Regions from separate parts of the Gossypium hirsutum genome. Here region 1 is linked to region 2. A link is a contact called in public Hi-C data. All regions are on one chromosome and are shown on one strand. The core of a region is the stretch at or near the end of the contact, and the rest is flanking DNA. Distances in the headings are between cores, read along the strand shown.

Region 1 (5,680 bases), core at 2,698-5,197, 230 kb after region 2:
AAAAAATAGTGAAAGACTTAAAAATAAATAATTATAATTTTATTTGAACATAATTAAACCATAATTTAATATAAATAAGTACTAAAACCCTAAACTCTAAACTCAAGACCCTATATATCCAATACCCAAGACCATAAACTCTTAAACCCAAAACCATAAATCCTAAACCATAGATCCGAATCTCAAAGATATTAATATTTATTTATAATTGATACAAACAACATTTAATTATGTTTAAATAAAATTATTAATATTTATTTTTAGATCATATTTTTTTGTTTAATTTAATGATGAGGGACCATACTATTACACTGATGGGGCATTGAACTTATGCACAGATAAATGCATCAAATATTATTGCTTTAAAATTTAGATTATTTGATTTAAATGTTTAGCAAAAATGGAGGAAGAACATGAAGAAAACAAAGTTATATGAGTCACATTAATTGTTTCCAAGATTTTAATGTAAAATCAAGTTTTTATTAATGGAATGATTTTGAATATTATTTTGTATGAGATTTCTATCAACTTATTAGTTAATTAATCAATACAAATCCTTAATAAATTAAGATTAATTGTTTTTATAATCTTAAAATTTTCAAGTTTTGACTAAAATTTTGACATGTACATTCTCAATTCTCATGACACAAAAAGCACTTATCATATTACCTTTTTTTCTTTTCAAATACTTAACATTTTCAAATATTTCTCGGGTATAAAAACTTATGTAGTATGCAGAATTGAATTTAAAATAAAAATGCTGTAAAAGAAAATTTTCTTGAACCAACCAAACAGTAAATGCAGCTTGAAGAAATAGTAGAGCTAGAGCATATCATTGACACTATTTCCTAGTCTCAGATACAAGCAAGTAAATAAACAAACAAACAAGATCAAACAACATTGGTGTGTTTCATAGGGGGAGATCAATAATACTACAAAATCACCATCCATACTTGGCTTGTGTTTCAGCTTTAGTGAGCAAACCTCTAGATCGCCTCTCTTGCAGCTCCATCTCTTTCTGCTTCATATCAAAGTACAGTGAACCAATTTGATGCTTCCTCTTGTGAAGTTTAGTCGGTTTACCCTTTGACGAAGCAGGCTACACGCAAAGCAAAGATGGTAAATACCACAAATATTAAAGGGTATTAAAAGAAGAACAAGATTTAGGGGCTTCAAAGCTAGGGTCAGAATCATCACAGACAATTGAAAAGCTGGCATTACCAGATAGGGTGCTATGATACTCATATTCTGTACCATAAGGACTTAACATTCTAAACCGATGGATTCTAAGCTGCAATTACTAAACTATCTATGATACTTGAAGAACAACAATTAAAAAGTAGAACCAACTTATATCCTAAAAGAAAAATGAAATAACTTATAACATAGTTATCAAAATTTTGCTTTCCCTGAAACTAGGTTCAGTCTGAAGATCCCAGATTATGCCTTTTGCTTTTATGCCTTTGATCAATGCCTCATCTATTCTGCCAGGCATGCCATTATCCTTCAAACTGCTCTTTCTTTCATTATTCCCATCTTTATTTATAATTTGGTAAACCAAACAAAGCCTGGTAGTCATCTTCCTCAACAACCAATGAAAATCATATACGAAAACATTTCAAATTAACAAAGAGAGCAAGGACTTGGTAAACATAATCTCAGTTTTGAGGAGTAAGAAGAGCATAATGTAAGCCTCTTTATTCAAATTGGAAGTAATAAGCTAAATAGAGACACTGTGAGCATTATCAGTTTATACTAATGTCAATGGGAGTAAATTTCCTTTTCTTTGTCAGGTGCACACACGTGTTAGGGACACATAAAGAGGTTGAGGTGTGATAATTTTCAGAGTGGATATCTAAAACTAAATGGTCCTGTTAAGGTTTAATCAGGATTTGTTAGTAATCATTAGTCTTAGATGATGCTCTGTTTTGTTAATACTTTAAAAGACTTAATGCAAACATTCACATCTATGGTGTTACTACTTCTCTGTTACCTTTATTTATCATCACTGAAAGAGGTGACACATTAGAAAATTATTACTAACCAATGTTTAAGACGCTCCAACATTCACAATGCAGAAATATCTTCGACATTTATATCTCTATCAACTTTACTAGTAACTTAGTAATATCCCTACTGTGCTTGGATCACCGCATTTATAACTTCTACATGCTAGACCCCAAAATTTAAATAACTTTACTATCACAACAATCTATAACCAGACAACCTGTTTCTTTTAAGCGGAGGAATACTACTGATCGATCTCGTGGAAATAATCTACTTGAACCTAAAACCTTTACCACTTTAGCTGCAGGGAAAAGACTAACAACTAGCACATGCTAAATCAGGATCTAATGATTTCATTGATCACGTCTATTTTGTAACTTATCAAGCATATGAAAGCTATGTTACTCAGGTGTGACTGTTAAATATGGTTACTCTTTTCTAAGTTTTTACACGTATGTGGAGAATCCTTGGAGGTCATATCCCCAAATCCGTGTACTCAAAGAAAAATGAAGAACAGCATACCATAAAAGCAACACAAGCAAGTGCAATAAATAGATAAGACACAAGACAGACCAAACAGAAAGGTAGTATAACAATTTGTTTGAAAGAGTAAAGAAATTGCAATGCAAATATCATTAAATAAACCCTAAATCAAACAAGCAGAAGTTCAATACCTGGTAAGAAGGCCCAAAAGCTATTCCAGTCATCTTGACCTGGTCTTCCCTGGGCCGATTCTTCGTAAGATCATCCTGCTTCACCTCAACAATTTCCACTGGTAAATCATTCCTCCCTCTCTTTCCCTTAACTTTCACCCCAAAGTCAGCTATCCCTTTGGTCTCAGGCAACATAGAAGCCGTAGTTGACCCATCACCCCAATTATTCTCATATTGTACATGGTAATTCCCATAACTCTCATAACTCCCATAACTAGTAGCAGCATCAACACCCCCAATATTCGGATCACTACTCGATTGATAGCTACTATAATCAGCATAATTTGCATAACTACCAATATTTTGATCATTGTTTCCATAGTTTCCTGAATTTTGATCAACACTAGACTGATCATAATTTACATAATTATTATAACCCACAGTGGTTCCAGCATTTACATCCGAACCCCATTCGTAATTCGAATAATTAGGTGGGTTATTATCAATACTTGCCTCCTTTTTGTCTTCAAAAGTAGATGAAGTCGACGTGGGGATGACTTGGGTATCAATAATGGATCTTCTTCCTGAACCTGAAGAAGGGGCAACACCTAATGTAGTGGAGTTCCTGGGAGCAGGTATGCTTGATAGAAAGGATTTCACGGAAGGACCTTGAGCTAGGGTTTCGGATTCTCCCCGCTTTGGCCTTTCGTTCTCCTCCTCGTCGTCATCGTCGGAATCCACGTGGGTATTGGGGTTTATAGGAGGCTTGAATTGAACGATTCTTTTGGCGACAGGAGGATTGGGTGGCTGTTGTGGTTTGGGTTGGGGAAGATGAGAGAAAAGATTGGATGGGTTTTTGGGATGAGGAACAGCAGGTTTGGGAACACGAACAGCTACTTCACCTCCTCCACCGCCGTTTCCGTCTTCGTCGTGGTGTTTTGTGAAGGATTTGAGGGATTGTTTAGGCTGCGGAAGATTAGTGAAAAGGGAAGAAGATTTGGGTTGAGGGAGAGAGGAAACTTTAGGAGGAGGAGGAGGAGGAGGGTGAGTGATTTGTTGGGGTTCATCGTCGTCGGAGGAAGCATAATTGGCTAACAAAGACTCCATCGCCGCCGGTGGCCGTGCCTGACGCAAAAGAAGAGAATATATCAAATCCGTATTCGTGTATAATGGTTTAAGCCTCAGCCTTAGGGCACCCAATCTATCGTGATAGGTAAAATTATTTTATTGGTCCCTATATTATGATGAATTATGAATTTAGTTCTTTTACTCTGATTTGGACATCTTTTAGTGTATATTTTAAAATTTTGAAATTTCAATTTCGAATTAAACAATATCCATTCAATTCTTTAAGGTTATTCTATATTTAAATTTATTATATTAAACTCTATTATTTTCAAAATTTTAGTTGACAAACATATTATTACAGTTTTGAGTCAAAACTTGAAAAATAATTAACCTAAAAATAATCAAATTAGAAAATAAACATTAAATCCACAAATTAAATATAATACAATATTAGTAATAAAATTTAACTTAACAAATTTAAATTCTACCCTTTAAATCAATATTAAAATTTCTAAGATTTAAAAAATATAAAAACTAAATCCGTATATGTTTAACTTTTTTTAGTTTTTGGTTTCAACTTATGCAAAAAATTAACCCGACTTCACATAATAATGTATATTATAATTAATTTAGACGAGTATGATTGACGAACTAATCTAGAAATGTAATTTCGATTATAAAAAAATGTTCTTAATTGTTAAAAAAAAAAACCATCAAAGTGTTCTTTCAAAATGAGTAAGTTTAAATCCTAAGGCCATCACTATTAAAAAAGTTTTACTTGAATAGTATTTCGACCTTATTAAAAAAGTTTTACTTGAATGGTATCTTGACCCGAACAAAATTAATGTTAGACCATATGACTAATGAATACACGTGTGCTTATTTTTTTCTTTCCAAAGCAGCTTTCTATGATCTTCATTTTGAAAATAACTTTCTGTATATATACTTTGCCAAAGCTAAATGCATCATCTCATGGAGTGTAAATGAAACAAGGTATACAATGGCTCAATCCAAGTATTGTGCGATGGTGACCTACAACTACTATCGTCTCCTAGGATTTATGTAATGCATAATATAAAAATGTACAATGCCATGCAATATAATATATACAACGTTTTTACTAATCCTTGAGTAGTTCACCGGCAACATCCTTGTAACTCACTTTCTTTTTCTTTTGAGGCTGTGGAATAAAATCGGCATCTAGTTTCTCGTCCTCTACGACACGAATGTCTGCATCGTTATCCATGTGAGGTTTCTCGTTTTGGACAACAGAATTTGTGGTTTTGACATGCTTTATTCCAAGGCTTGGGATCATGTCTAGTAACATGGCGCGAACCGGATCGACCATAACTTCTAGCTTTTCTGAGTTTGAAATCTCATGGCCGTAATTCCCTTCATCTAGTTCCATATGGTCGAACTTCTCGGCTTTGTTGCCAGGTTGGTCATTATTTGTTTCACACATCACGGTATCGTGAGCTTTTTTAGGCCAGTTTATGCTAGCATTTTCTTCTGCTGCTTGATTTTGATGAAACTCAAAATTTTCCCTACCGGCCATTCTGTAGCATTCAGTATTATACCCTTCACCCTTCTTTATCTCCTCATTTGTTTTGTCATCAGAACCACTTTCCTCAGACCCATCTTCGTTAATCTTAACAGACATCTTTCCACGACGTCTTGGTACTCTTTGAGCTCGGGTTACAACTGTTTTTCCTTTCTTTGTGTTCTTGCTAGCAGGTCTTCTCTTCCTGTTCCCGTGACTAGGTGTGACTAGGTGTAACCGATGAAATTGATTTTTCGGGGTGATCTTTGCCTCCTCTCTGTTTTGTTTTACTTTCAGGTGAAGTACATGTACCCTTGTTCTGAACACCGTTGAAATCTGGCTTGGATTTTTCCAGATTTTGGTCCAATTTGCTGCACAAAAGTGATAACATAAAGCAATTACTAGTTAGGAC
Region 2 (5,754 bases), core at 3,171-5,670:
TGCATACATGTTAGTTTCGGTATGTTCGTCTTGGGACTGTTTGCTTCTAGAAAACAAATGCCATAAAAATTTAGTTGATGTTTCTTGTAGATTTTTCATTTGGATGTTTGTAATGAAAAACCATGTATGTTTCTTTCCTTTTAATTAGGGGAAGGAAACATGCCCTTCATCCCTGCTAAAATCATATTTTGTTTAGGGGTGATTGCATCATGATTAAATTATTAAAAGCAAGAGCTAAAATTATTATTTTTCTTTTTTTTTTTTATGTATATTTAAAAAATTATACGTATTCATATTATGTGTTGGGTATCATTGCACAAGAATGTGAAGGCGATAAAGCTTTATACTATATTGTACCGACCAATTGATTAATATAAAACTTAAAACAGTTACCAATATTTTTTTGTATCAACGAAAATCTCACAGGATTGGTGAAAGGTGTTCACTTTTATGTCCTGAGAATTAATTACCAAATAATGTTGTATGTGTGATGCTTGAATTGTAACACAGGAGACCTATGTGGAAAGTCTTTTATTATTTTATTTTCCACTTTGTAATTGATTTCACTTTTAGTTAAATTATATAATAAATTATAACAGTCTCACAGCATTCACAAAAAATCATTCTCTAATAAATTATAATAGTCTCATAGCATTAAAAAAAAAGTTCATTATCTCTCACTATCTCGTGACTTGCATGGAATGATAATTAAATTACTTATTGGACACCCGTCTAACATGAAATCAAGTTTTGTGACCCATCTCTTACCCCTAAAATTATATTAAAAAATGTCATTATCTAACTATAATTCACCTCACCATTATCATTACATTAATATCATTACAATAACTAATCTCATTATTATCCATCAAATGGAACTTAAATCCCCACTAGACTATAACATTAACATCACTATTTTCAAAACCTGAGCTTAACAGCTAATTAGAACAAAAACCAACCAAGATATCAATCCGAAAAACTAAAAAGCTAATTGTATAAGCTTTCTCTATTTTTCAATATTTTTAATATTATAATTTTTTAAAACAATTTATTCAATTGCAATGGATAAACCGATCAGATTGACCAAACTTATCGGACCAATAGCCGGTGGTCTGACAGATTGACCAAAGGTCATTAGTTCTGAAAACCTTGAGTAACATTAACAAAAAAGAATGACATCAGGGCATGCAATCTACAGATTTGCTCTAACAATCAAAGTTCAAAGGCTTTGTTTATTCTAGAATTGCTTTGCGTGCATTGAATGCGTAAAATGTGGTTCACAGTTCTGTATATTATTGGGACACTGCCAACAGACTTAAACCTAAATAAGTGATTCAGTTCAAAAACTGACACAGATGACTGTGTAAACCAACCAAAACAGGAATTGTAAAAATTCAGTCCACTTCCGCTATCAAAATACCATACGCAAATAAAGATAATCAAACACAAATTTCAACAGCAATGACTATGAGATACGGCATGAAAACCCTTAAGGAATGGTTCGCTGATACAGAGGCAAAGCTCCCAATGCTTCTCGCTCTGCTCTCTCCTTCTTCACCTACAAGATATAAGCAAAAACTTTTATCATTTCAAAACTTAATACAACAACTAAAAAGACAATTCGATTCAATACAGCTATTCCTAGAAATCTTTACAGCTTAAATACTGGGATATGTCGGCACTGAATCTAGAAATAATCATAAAGATTGTCGGTAGTATGACTAGTAAAACTGAGGCAAAGACCACTAAAAGTGCGTTATAAGCAGTGATTCCCTACTCAGATAAAAACATAGAAATATAAATTAGGACTATTACTTTATAGATTATGTTTGTCAAAACATACCAAGTAATAATACAATAATATTAAAACATACTAATTACTACCTCATATAAATTACAGGTTGTATCATGTCAAAATTACTCCAATTATCAGTTTTTCTAAAGTACACATGTAGGATACATATTTGACAAGTATATGGTTAGGATACATATTTGACAAGTATATGGTTTACTATCTTTTTTAGGCAAACTTAGAATAACTGAGCCAAACATATATTGCACACTGAAATTTCATGAATAGCCAAAGCCAAACAATGCAAACAATGCAAACAAAATCCAAGTCAAGTTATCAACAGAACTTTTAATATACAAGAACTTACAAGAGCAAGCATATCTTGAAGATAGCTCCTAAATGGTGTCTGCATTTTCTGCAAAGGAAAGATAAAATCCAATGAATTAGAATTGATTATGCATTTTCAAGCCAAAAAAACTTATAGAATGCTGTTTTTCCTCAATCCCTTTCTTCTTACAAAATGAAAAAAAGTGGCAAGCATATATGGGTCATTATAAACATAATCAAACATAGCAACTAATGTTAACAAAAATAGTCATAGCTTAATCGTACTAAAATGAATTATAATATACTAGTTCCTAGCTCTGCATAGAGTTTGTTAAATAGCCTTAGTCAGGGATTGTGCTTTCTATGTAAAAAAGAGTTTTGTTTGGACTTTGCAACTTCCATTCTAATAATTTACAGTAATTTAGGCTTCTATATCCAATTGTATTAACTATAGAATTAGGCAGCAGAAATCAAAAGCATACATACCTTATCAAGATTTTTCTCTTTTTATATATATATATAAAATTACAGGTATCAATGACATAAATTTAAAGGCAATAGGATTTATAATAGGATTTATTCAAGGTTCCAGACATTAAAAAGCTAATTTTTATTCACAATTACAGAAAAAAAAACCGTCAATCCTCTAAGATAAAATACTCAAATAAGATTTCTCAAAAAATCTTCACTGATTTAAGAAAAAAAGAAAAAAAAAGAAAAACCTGAAGATCTTCGGGGAGATACTCGTGCTTCATGGAGAGATCCATTGCACGCTTAAGGCGTTGGTTACGAGCATCGACAATCTCACGGGGCAGCCGATTCAACGCCTCCTTGATATCCAAGTCATAGTAAGGATCGTACAGATCGTCGTAACGAAGGCCTAAACAAATTACCGAATAGGTTTTAACTGAAATTAAGAAACAAAGGAGATGAGATTAAGGTTAGGGTTTTTTGGGGGAAAACCGTACCGTATTTGCGGAGGCGTGTGGTAAGGGCTTTCATATGCAGAGAAGCTAACCAGCTCTTCTTCGGATCCAAAAGTGATTGCAAAAACGACGACATTTTGGCTGTGCTTTGCCTTCTTCCTCGGCCAAGTATCTGAGGTTTTTTATTTTCTGGAATTAAGGGTTTGTTACAGTAAATGTGGCTATATTATATATCGACCAAGTCACCAAGACTCGCGATATCTCTCTTGAGATATTGAACAATTATTACTTTTTAGGGCAAATTACACCTAAGGTCATTAAATTATGGGTAAACTACATTAGTAGTCACCTAATTATGTTTGTTTTCTTTTTTGGTCACCGAACTATGAAAAGTTACAAAACAGTCACCCAATTATGAAAATTTACAAAATGATCACTCAACTATTCATTTTTGTCTTTTTTGGTCACACAACTATTTTGGATTTTTGCCTATTTCCATTTTTACCTTAGTTTGCATGTCATAAAAAATAGCAAATTTGAATAGTTGGATGATCTGCAACTTTTCATAGTTGGGTAACTTTTAGTTCATAGTTGGGTAACTTTTACTGTGTTTACCCTTAAATTATTAGTAAGTTTACATTTTGGTCACTCAAATTCAAAAAGTTACAAAATAGTCTTTGAGCTATTTAAAAGTTTTCATTTAAGTCACTTGTACCTCATATTGGCGTATAATAATAAATTTTAATAGTATAAATGGATGAAAATTTTAACACAATGATCAATTTGCTCTTTGATCTAATATATAGGGACTAATTTACCCATTTTTTAGCAGATGAGGCAAAATGTAAATTGACTCCTAATGTAGGGGCCTTCATGATACTTTTTACCGACAAAATGATTTAAACTTAAAATCTTAAAAACAAATTGGTTCAATCTTACTCCACACAGCCCGAAATTAACCTGACCAATGTAATTTAAGCCTTCGTCTAAACGTTAAAATTATTGTATTATGAATTATATTGCATTTTCCCCCATTTACTAAAAAAGGGGTAAATTAATCTTTATATGTTGAATCAAAAAGCAAATTGATTAATCTGTTAAAAATTTCATTGATTTCTACTTTAAAACTAGTCCCCATATGTTAGTATGATTTATATGTGACATGTCATGTATAACTATCAGGTTGTTTTGTTAGCCACACCCGTTTTTAACAATACAAATAGATGAAAATTTTAATCAAAAGGACTAATTTGCTATTCTAATTAATGTATAAACTAATTTGTTAGGTGCAAAATATAATTTGATTACTAGTAGAGGTGCCTGGATGGTATTTTTAACGCTAAAATTTATATTTTAATTTAGCTCTAACCTATTGTAACCCGTGGTTTCGTTTTAGCCGTAGTGGAAGTGTAATCTTCAGTCGACCGATCCCAAATGAGAGGAACCATTGGCAGGACCTTCTCTAACCCTACCAATCACTACCTTACATCTCTTACCAAACGCACCTCTTTTCTCTTCCAATCCTCCTCCCCTTTCTCCGCTTCCTCCAGCTCCGGTGACGGCCGTGGCAGAGGCCGCGGCCGTGGGGGCGCCTCCCCTTCTGGTACGTTCGGTGGTTTCACTCCAGCCCTTGGAAAACCTGATTCAGAGGACACGAAGCGTGACTCGGCTGAATCACAAGCTGTTGGATTAGGCCATGGCCGTGGAAGAGGAATACCCTTTTCGTCTGAACCTATTATCCCTTCTTTCTCTTCTTTTGTTTCCCAAAATGGGTCTGGTCGAGGCCGAGTCACCAATGAGTCACTTCGGCAGACACCTCCGCCTCCGCCGCCTCCGAGGGAAGCAAAGCAGCCGATCTTTGTTATGAAACAGGATGAGATTGAAACTGATTCGTCTGCCAAGCTACCTGCTGAGTCGGTTCAGTCGAGTGAGCGAACTCTTTCACCTAGCACACCCTCAGTCGCCTCATTATCGGGTGCTGGGCGGGGCAAGCCCGTGAAACAACCAGAGCCTGTCTTGCAGACCAAGGAAGAAAATAGGCATATCAGGCAGAAGCAGAAGCAGCAGCAGCAGCAGCAGCAGCAACAACAACAACAGCCTCCTTCGCCCCGGTTGAGTAAGGAAGAAGCAGTAAAGAAAGCAATGGGCATTCTTTCAAGGAAAAGTGAAAGTGATGAAAGGGAGGATATGGGTAGGAGTGGAGGTAGAGGAAGAGGTAGGGGTAGAGGTAGAGGTGCGCAAATGGGTAGGGGAAGAGGAAGAAGGGAGGGAGAAGACACAAGGGAAGAGGAGGAAGCTGTTAAAGAGCTTAGAGATGAACTTTACTTAGGGAACAATGCGGATGGGGAGAGGTTGGCCGAAACTATTGGAGCTGACAGTATGAATAAGTTGGTTGAAGGGTTTGAAGAGATGAGCAGTAGAGTTTTGCCTTCTCCTATGGATGATGCCTACTTGGAAGCTTTGCATACCAACTTTATGGTGAGTTGTTCACCTCTTAAAATTTTGTTCCATGATTATTATCATTCATTAGGATTAGATATTAAAATGTTTTCTTTTTGCTATGTATGCTATCAGCTGAAAGAGAATTGGCCTGGTGATATATATATTATAGACTAAATTTTCTTGTAATTTGTGTAGAATTGGACTCAGGGAATGTTTTAAGTATATTTTATTTTAGATAAATTGCAGAGAATTCCTATCTGAAAATAG

The links. Hi-C and Micro-C count contacts between places; a contact is called where the count stands out from the background.
Region 1: a Hi-C map of leaf shows a contact between it and region 2, with 2.1 times the contacts expected there. The contact joins the promoter of LOC107940292 here to the promoter of LOC107937191 in region 2. A contact is called at or near these places in 3 of 34 Hi-C or Micro-C datasets (callus and leaf).

The regions. Positions count from the first base shown.
Region 1 is chrD13:62,441,287-62,446,966 of Gossypium_hirsutum_v2.1, forward strand. It overlaps LOC107940292, which reads right to left and starts at 3,948. Exons shown (of 2, transcript XM_016873725.2): 1 at 2,682-3,948; 2 at 806-1,099. The coding sequence starts at 3,767. The coding sequence ends at 941. LOC107940281 (DNA ligase 4) reads right to left here. Exons shown (of 27, transcript XM_041109504.1): 26 at 5,486-5,639; 27 at 4,647-5,484. The coding sequence ends at 4,849.
Region 2 is chrD13:62,207,735-62,213,488 of Gossypium_hirsutum_v2.1, forward strand. It overlaps LOC107937191 (DDRGK domain-containing protein 1), which reads left to right and starts at 4,421. Exons shown (of 4, transcript XM_016870044.2): 1 at 4,421-5,523. The coding sequence starts at 4,480. It overlaps LOC107937176 (cytochrome b-c1 complex subunit 7-2, mitochondrial), which reads right to left and starts at 3,432. Exons shown (of 4, transcript XM_016870020.2): 1 at 3,088-3,432; 2 at 2,842-2,999; 3 at 2,160-2,207; 4 at 1,215-1,558. The coding sequence starts at 3,181. The coding sequence ends at 1,490. LOC107937202 (CRC domain-containing protein TSO1) reads left to right here. Exons shown (of 11, transcript XM_016870058.2): 11 at 1-246.